2 separate regions of the Delphinus delphis genome follow, and region 1 is linked to region 2. Evidence: chromatin contacts called from public Hi-C data. All regions are on one chromosome and are shown on one strand. The core of a region is the stretch at or near the end of the contact, and the rest is flanking DNA. Distances in the headings are between cores, read along the strand shown. Region 1 holds the start of LOC132416410 (cytoplasmic tRNA 2-thiolation protein 1-like). Region 2 holds the start of CTU1 (cytosolic thiouridylase subunit 1).

Evidence for each region. A called contact is a pair of places that touch in the nucleus more often than the background predicts.
Region 1: a contact with region 2 is called in a Hi-C map of lung, with 6 times the contacts expected there. The contact joins the promoter of LOC132416410 here to the promoter of CTU1 in region 2. A contact is called at or near these places in 2 of 3 Hi-C or Micro-C datasets (lung and muscle).

What each region holds. Positions count from the first base shown.
Region 1 is chr20:6,300,038-6,303,800 of mDelDel1.2, forward strand. It overlaps LOC132416410 (cytoplasmic tRNA 2-thiolation protein 1-like), which reads left to right and starts at 2,263. Exons shown (of 3, transcript XM_059999776.1): 1 at 2,263-2,305. The region is part of intron 1 of LOC132416453 (a long non-coding RNA gene); the gene reads right to left. It also overlaps the pseudogene LOC132416878.
Region 2 is chr20:5,994,812-5,998,389 of mDelDel1.2, forward strand. It overlaps CTU1 (cytosolic thiouridylase subunit 1), which reads right to left and starts at 1,714. Exons shown (of 3, transcript XM_059999775.1): 1 at 1,679-1,714; 2 at 1-283. The coding sequence starts at 247. It overlaps LOC132416462 (a long non-coding RNA gene), which reads left to right. Exons shown (of 3, transcript XR_009517599.1): 2 at 885-973; 3 at 1,630-1,732.

The DNA.
Region 1 (3,763 bases), core at 1,013-3,512, 310 kb after region 2:
GGTATGGTCTATAACATCATCAACACCAGGTCCAGCTTCCCAGAGCCAACGACATTTGATTACCCCCTTGGTAGACTTCCTTCTTTTTTTTTCTGGGCATTTGTTTTCTCTATTATATGTCCTATTGGAAGTATGATTTTATGTTGTTCTGTTTTATTTTTCTGGGCAATTACCTAGTCTTCTAAATTCAATTCTCACTTAAAAAAAAAATATATATATATATATATATTTAGTTAGTTAGTTGCACCAGGTCTTAGATGTGGCAGGCAGGCTCCTTAGTTGTGGCATGCAAACTCTAATTTGAGGCACGCATGTGGGATCTAGTTTCCTGACCAGGGATCAAACCCCGGCCCCCTGCATTGGGAGTGCAAAGTCTTAAACACTGCACCACCAGGGAAGTCCCCTCACTGTTTTTTTTTAAAAAAGAGGAAATGTGCTATATTTAATAAAACTTTCAAATGAGGTTGGGCATTTATTTTGCTTCCACTTTATCTTGAGTGAAAGTGCTTTTCTTTTCTTTTTTTTTTTGGCTGTGCCGCGCAGTATGTGGGATCTCAGTTCCTCGACCAGGGATCGAACCTGTGCCTCCTGCAGTGGAAGCCCAGAGTCTTAGCCTCTGGATCTCCAAGGGAAGTGCCCCAAAATGCTTTAAATTCACCACCTCTGGAGATTCATTTTACCAGTTCTTTCTAATTTGGCAACTGGAATAAACTTTCTAGAGCACAAACCACTCTTTGTAGGTGTTGTTAATTCAATTTGACTTCACATAAGCCCTTTAAGGCAGGTATTGCTATTATCATCCCCATTCTACAGATGAGCAAACTAAGACAGTGCATGTAAAGTGCTAAGCACACTGTCTAATAACCTCTGCTTGAAGTTTTTCCCGTGATGCCCTGGCTAGCAGTGATTGAGGCTCAGCTTCCAGAGCTCCTAACACCGACGTCAAGCTTTGTCACCTGTATTAACTATGACTCTCTCACCCCCACCAGGCAGCGGGCTAAGAGGACTGTGACTTCGCTTGTGTCACCAGAACCTAGCACAGGGCCAGCCTGGCACAAGGAGACCTCAGGAAATGACCATTCAACAGAAGAACCAACGAGCCAGTGATGACAAGAACTGGCCCATGATGACCCTTGATGGTGACTTCATGGAGGCCATCTTATCTTACACTAAGGCATCATGGCTCCCCTGTCATGAGGAAAGCATGGCCTCCACAGTGCCTGTCAAGCCACTCGTGACATCACTCACCACAGACCCGCACACCCTGGGGCTGTGCACCTCTGTCTTGGGATCCCTGAGGCTCTGGTCCCTTCATCGTGAGGACCTTTGAGCATCAGTTTTGGGGGATCTGGTTTGGGGACCCTGGGTCTCAGTTTCTGAGGCCCAGGATCTCTGGTCTTCTGCGTCTAAGAGATCTGAATCTTTGGTCTTCTTTGGCCCCCAGATTTCAGTTTTGAGGGCCTTGGGGGTGAACCCTCCAGGTCTCTGGGCTTTGGTTGGGGAGAGTTGTCTCTGGAGTCCTGGTTCTCTCGGCTGCTTGAAGTCTCAGGGGTCTGGGTCTCTGGGTCACTGGAACTCCGAGTCTCTATGACACGGGGCCTAGGGACTAGTGAGTTTCAGGGATCTGAGTCTTTGGAACCCTCAGTCTCAGAAGTCGGAGGCTCTAGGGCTGATGCACGCGCAGAGACGTCAGCTTACACACACACTGCTCCCTCTCCCCACCCTACGCGTCCACACGCACCATTACCACCCCTGCAGGCAATGCCTAGATCCATTCCGAACCCCCACCTTCAGGCTCTCTGCGCTGCGCATGCGCTGTCTCCTTTTACACCCACGACCAAACCCCGCACTCCCACCTTCAATTCCCACCCGCAACCCCACCTCAAAGGGTAAAAATAATATGCTCTATAATCCCTCTAAAAGCCTATAATAATCCCACTAAAGCAGATCATCCGAATACAGCCATTTCGCCTTTTAAGCGTCCTGCATGGTAACAGATTACTACCACAGCAAACAGTACACACCCCACGTCCCTTGTCCGTGCGCAGGCGCAGACGGAAACAAGGCAGTGCATTTTGGGAGTGGTAGGCAGAGCGAAACAAGGGGCAGCAGGGACTGCTGGGAGTTGAAGGCCGAGGGCCCAGTAACCACAGGCGCTTCAGGTGGAGCTGTTGCATGGGGTTCTGGGAGTCGTAGGCAAGACCGCCCCCAAGGCCTTGTGGTAGTCGTAGTCTCTGGAGCCACTTCCGCGCCGGAGTTCCGCGTGTTCGGCAGTTTGGACCATCCAGCACCGCGTTCTACTCAGGTATTTCCTCACCAGCTGGTCGGCTCGTGAGCGCCCGCTCTTTGTTGCGGTGCCGTGTGAGGGTTGAGGGTCTCTCTGGGGGTGAAGCCACTCGCCTTTGATTTCCCAACGCTTGTATCGCAGAGGCCTTCTGACCGGGATCCCCACTTTGGGCACTGCGGTCCGGCCTGTCTCTTGCTCGCCCATCCCCTCCCCCAGGCTGGAATTCGACCATTTCCCTGCCCCCGCTTCCAACTGGGTACGTCCGGGAGGTCCCTACTCTGTCCTGGAACCTCTGTTTTGATAGAATGATGTTACACACTCTCCGTCCTTCCGACAAAGCTGCGATTCGGAGGCATCCCTGGGGGTCTGGGTCTCGTCTTCCGGGCGCATTTATTATTCCCTCAGCCTACAGATCTTTCCTGAGCACCGACCCTGTGCCAAATCCCGTGCGAGGCAGGAGAAGTCAGTGGTGGCCGAAGCAGACCCTGTCCCTGCCGTTAGTGAGCTCATAGTACAACGGGGGAGACAGGCCTGTCACCACGAAGGATACCGTCATGATCCGGTTGGGGTGGGGGCATACATGGGGCTCTGCGAGCCCAAAGGAGGCGCCTGACCCATCCTGGGGTCTATAACGTCTTCGAGGGGGAGATGCATAACAGACACTTCAAATCTGACATGTCCAAATGGAATTCTGGTCAGCTCCCCTCTGACTAAATGGTCCCATCATCCTCCCAGGTGCTCAGGCCCAAACCTCCAACTCATCCTTTTCTCTTTCCTCATGACCACATCCTCCACCCCAATCCAAGTTCTGTGCAAGTCCCGTGGACCCTACCTTCAAAATAGATACAAAATCCCACCTCTTCTTGTCATCTCCACTGCCAGCACCCCAGTCCAGGCCACCATCATCTCACTGACTATTGCCATAGCCTCTTCCCTGGCCTCGCTGCCTCTGATCCTGCCTGCCACGGCCTGTTCCCCACACAGCAGCCAAAGGGAAACTTTTAAAACCCAAGTCAGATCGTATCCCTTCTTCACGCAAAACCCTCCCATGGCTCCCATCTCTCTCTGAATAAGATTAAAACTGTATCATGACTTATGAGCCTCTGACAGTCTGCACAGACTCATCGCCTGCCAGGGTCTTCCTCACTCAGGAGGTAGACCCCTAGGACCGAGTGACCATAGATTTAGGGGGAGAAGAGAGATGAGTCCAGGGTGACTTTATGTCTTGTCCTGGGGAGGAGCTGGAAGTGGCAGTCCTCTCAGGAGACAGGGAACAGCTGGGCAAGCACAGGTTTCTCCCTGTGGGGAGCAGGGTTGCTGGTCAGTTTGGGCGCCTAGGATCCCAGAGGACCAGCGGGGATCCTCAGGGGGGCATCTGGAGGACCAGCCCGATGGACGTCATTATTCAGAGTCACCCACAAGGAAAATGAGCTGGGCAGGACCTGAGAACCATAGAGAGCTCTCCAAACGAGACTG
Region 2 (3,578 bases), core at 464-2,963:
GCAGCGAGATGCCCAGGCGCGGGGCCAGCTCGCGCAGCACGTGCGCCAGCACAGTGGAGTCCTTGCCGCCCGAGGCGCCCACGGCCACCACGGCGCCGGGCGGCAGCAGGCGGCCCGCGACCACCGTGTGCAGCACCTCGGCCTCGAAGGCGGCGCAGAAGCAGGTGGTGCACAGCGCCTGGCCCGAGCGCGGACGGCGGAGGGCGGCTCGCGCCTTGTGGCAGGAGGCGCACTGCGGGGCGGGCATCGCGGGGTCCTGGCGAGGCAGGAGGGTTGGCTTCTCCTGGATGGGTGGAGAGGGGAGGCGGGTTACACGTGGATTCCGGATTAAGGGGTCGTTGCCTCCCGGCAGGCTGCCTAAATAATGCCCAGAGTAAGCCCATTGTCTGGAACAGTCTTCCCCCAGCGCTGTGCAGGCCTGGCACCTTCAAGTCTCAGTTTAAGCTTTCATTCATTTGTTCAACAAATATCCACTCAGTGCCTCCAAAGTGCCCAACATTGGTTAGGCACTGGGGACACAGCAGGGAGTAAAACAGGAAGGGTTGCAGGCACTAAGTTCTAGTGGAGGAGCCGACCCAAAATAGTTTTCAGATATAAATAGGTTACTCTCTGAGCTGAGACCAGAAGGAAGAGAAGGAGTTAGGCATTAGATCAAGGTGGTAAGAATTTTCCGGATAGAGTTAATACCAAATGCAAAGGACCTGAAAGGGCAGGTCCTGTCTGTGTTCTTTTGGGTGGAAGGTGTGTTGGTGGTTCAAGACTGGAGAGGGTCGGGGGCTTGGAGATTGGCAGGGTGAGGAGCTTGGACTTTATTCTGAGTGAAACAGGAACCGTTGGATGGTTTTAAGCTGTATAGTCACAGGATCTAATTTCTATTTTAACAGGATCCCTTGGGCTGCGTGTGAATAGAGGGGTGGAGAGTGGCAAGGACAGACGTGGGCAGACCGGTGAGGAGGCTCCTTCAGTGACCCAGGTAAGCGGCGGTGGTAGCTCGGAGCAGAGTGGAGACAGTGGCATTGGAGAGAAGTGGTCAGATTTTGGATCGCTTCCGGAGACGGAGTAGATGGGACTCTGCCAAGTCTTGGGGGATGGCAGTGGATGAAACAGACGACTCATGACAACTCCAACTTTTGTTTTGACTTGAGCACTTGTAAGGGTAGTGGGACCATTTAATAAAGAGGTGGTGGGGGTTAGGGAAGACTGGGGAAATACTGTAAGAGGAGTAAGTTTATGGCAAAGAATCTGGAATTTTTTTTGGGCATGGCAAGATTTGAGGTCCTTTGCTCTGCAAGTCTTACCAGAACTCTGGCCTGGGTCTGGCGCCTCCTCTGGGCTTCCACGGCCGTCGGACCCTCACCGAAGGCCAGCCCTGACCACTCTAAAGTTGTAATCAGGACAGAAGAGGGTGCGCTCGTACCGCACGCAGCTTGGGCGGTGGGAACAAGGAGTCAGACCCGGCCGGCAGAGTCCAAAGCGGGTCAGCAGGGACACCAGAGGCTTAGGGCACTCCCGCGTGGAGGGCCGGCGGTAGACCGGCTTTGGGGGGATCACGGAGGGGAGTGCCATCTCCCGAGGGATGCCTACCGAATGCGTGGGAGAGAAATATGGAGACCATCAACTCCTCCACAGCAGCACGACCAAGGGCCGAGATCGACCCGCCGCGGGAGGAGGCACTCACCTGAGTAGAGCCCGCGCCGGACGGTCCAGGCTCAGAGAAAACGCGGAAGCAGGTAAGATAACTACGACTCCCAGAAAGCTTTGGGTCAACCCGCGAATGACTCCCAGGTGCCCGTGCGGCGGTTCGGCCTGGAGCGCTTATGGCTCTCGGACAAGCTGGGCCTACAACTCCCGGCGATCCTCGCGGTGGTGTCTTTCGTTCCCGCCTACGGTTCCCAGAGTGCTCCATGCCAGTGCGGTTCGATTTCCGAGTGCGCCTGCGCAGGAGCTGGTGAGGCGTGTGATTTGGGTGCTGACCTGCGCTGCGCGCTGTGGTTTATTCCACAGATTTTCTGCTCTTGTGGGAGCATGGTAGAGTTTGTGGTGGGGGTGGAGAGGCGTCAGGGCGGGGTACGAAGGGGATAGGGGTGCGAAAGGGAGAGGTAGCGAGGGCGGTGGACCGGTTCCAAGGATCGGGGATACAGTTTGGGTTCTTGCGCGCGCCCCCGCTGACGTGAGAGCGGGTGTGCGCCCCGGCCGAGGACCGCCGTCGTGCGGGCTGGGGGCGTTATGCTTGCGCGGAGCCGAAAAGTAGTGGTTTGCGGTTCTCCACGCGGGTTCGGGGCATAAAGGCGGTGAGCAGACATGCGCGCACCTGGGTCAGGAGCCAGTGCTCACGCCTCCTGCCTGGTGGAGTTGAAGGCAGAGCTCGGGATGGAGGGCAGGTGAGACCCGTAAGACGGAGGGTTCCCCGGGGAACAAGTCCCCCCAAACCAAAAAACGGAGCACCTTCCCAAGAGTCTACCGGCGCCCTGATCCCCAGGTCCAAGCCCTCAGCCCCCTAATTGCCGCCTCTCCTGCATGTTATATTCTGAGATCCTTTTGTCTCTACTCCTGTGAAGCTCTTGAGAGAGTAGTGATGGGGGACATTTGGGTGTCTGAACCTAATGGTTGAATCCTGGTCATCGGGTTCACTCATTGTTCATCATTTCCTGAGGCTTTCTGTGTGCCAGGTCCTATTCTCTGGGACACAGGTGTCCCAGGCCTGGTTGGGGAGATAAGGATGGCACAGTTTGATGTGGAGGTTCCAGATGTCAGGGGCTGCAGGAGCCCAGAGCTCACAGGTGCTGCTAACCAGGGCATGGGGGCTGGGGGCACTTAATAAGGAGTTAGCCCGTGCCAGACACCGGTGCTCTGCACTTCCCTTGCACCATCTCAAGTTCCTCGTCTGTAAAATGGGGGTGATAATCATAGTACCTGTCTCACAGAGTGTGTGTGAAAATAAATGAGTTAACAGCAAAGTGTTTATTGACCAAGCCATAAACTTTTATAATATTCGTCCATTAAAGTCTCATAACCAGGCATGGCTGCCTTTTCCGGGGGGGCTAGGCCTAAGTTTTCTTTTAAAGCAAGCCGTGAGTTGGGAATTTCAAAATCTCAGGCAACCTACAGATAAGCTAAGGCAGTTCTCAGTTGGGTGTGAGTTTATCCCCAAGAGAACATTTGGCAATGTCTGGAGACATTTTTGATTGTCACGACGAGGGTGCAAGGGGAAGGGTGTGACTGGTATCAGGCAGGCAGAGGCCAGGGATGCTGGTAAGCATACTCTGCACAGGATGGCCTCCCACAGCGAAGAATCACCCGGGCCCCCAATAGCAGTCGTGCCGAGGCTGAGGGGCCCTGGCTTAAGTGGCATTCTGCTGTGCCTGGTTTTCTATCCCCAAATTAGTATACATTCAGGTGTTGCCGTGTTGGTTTTAGTCCCTCGCTATGAAAGTTTCTTTATTTAAGTATTTAAGCGGATCTCCACACCACTCACATATTGAGTGAGAAGTTAGTTTAAAAAAAAAAAAAGGTTCGTCTTAAACTGGGCTTCAGTGAAAAAAAAGAGGATGTGAAAGCCAGCCTGCCTGCGTCACTCC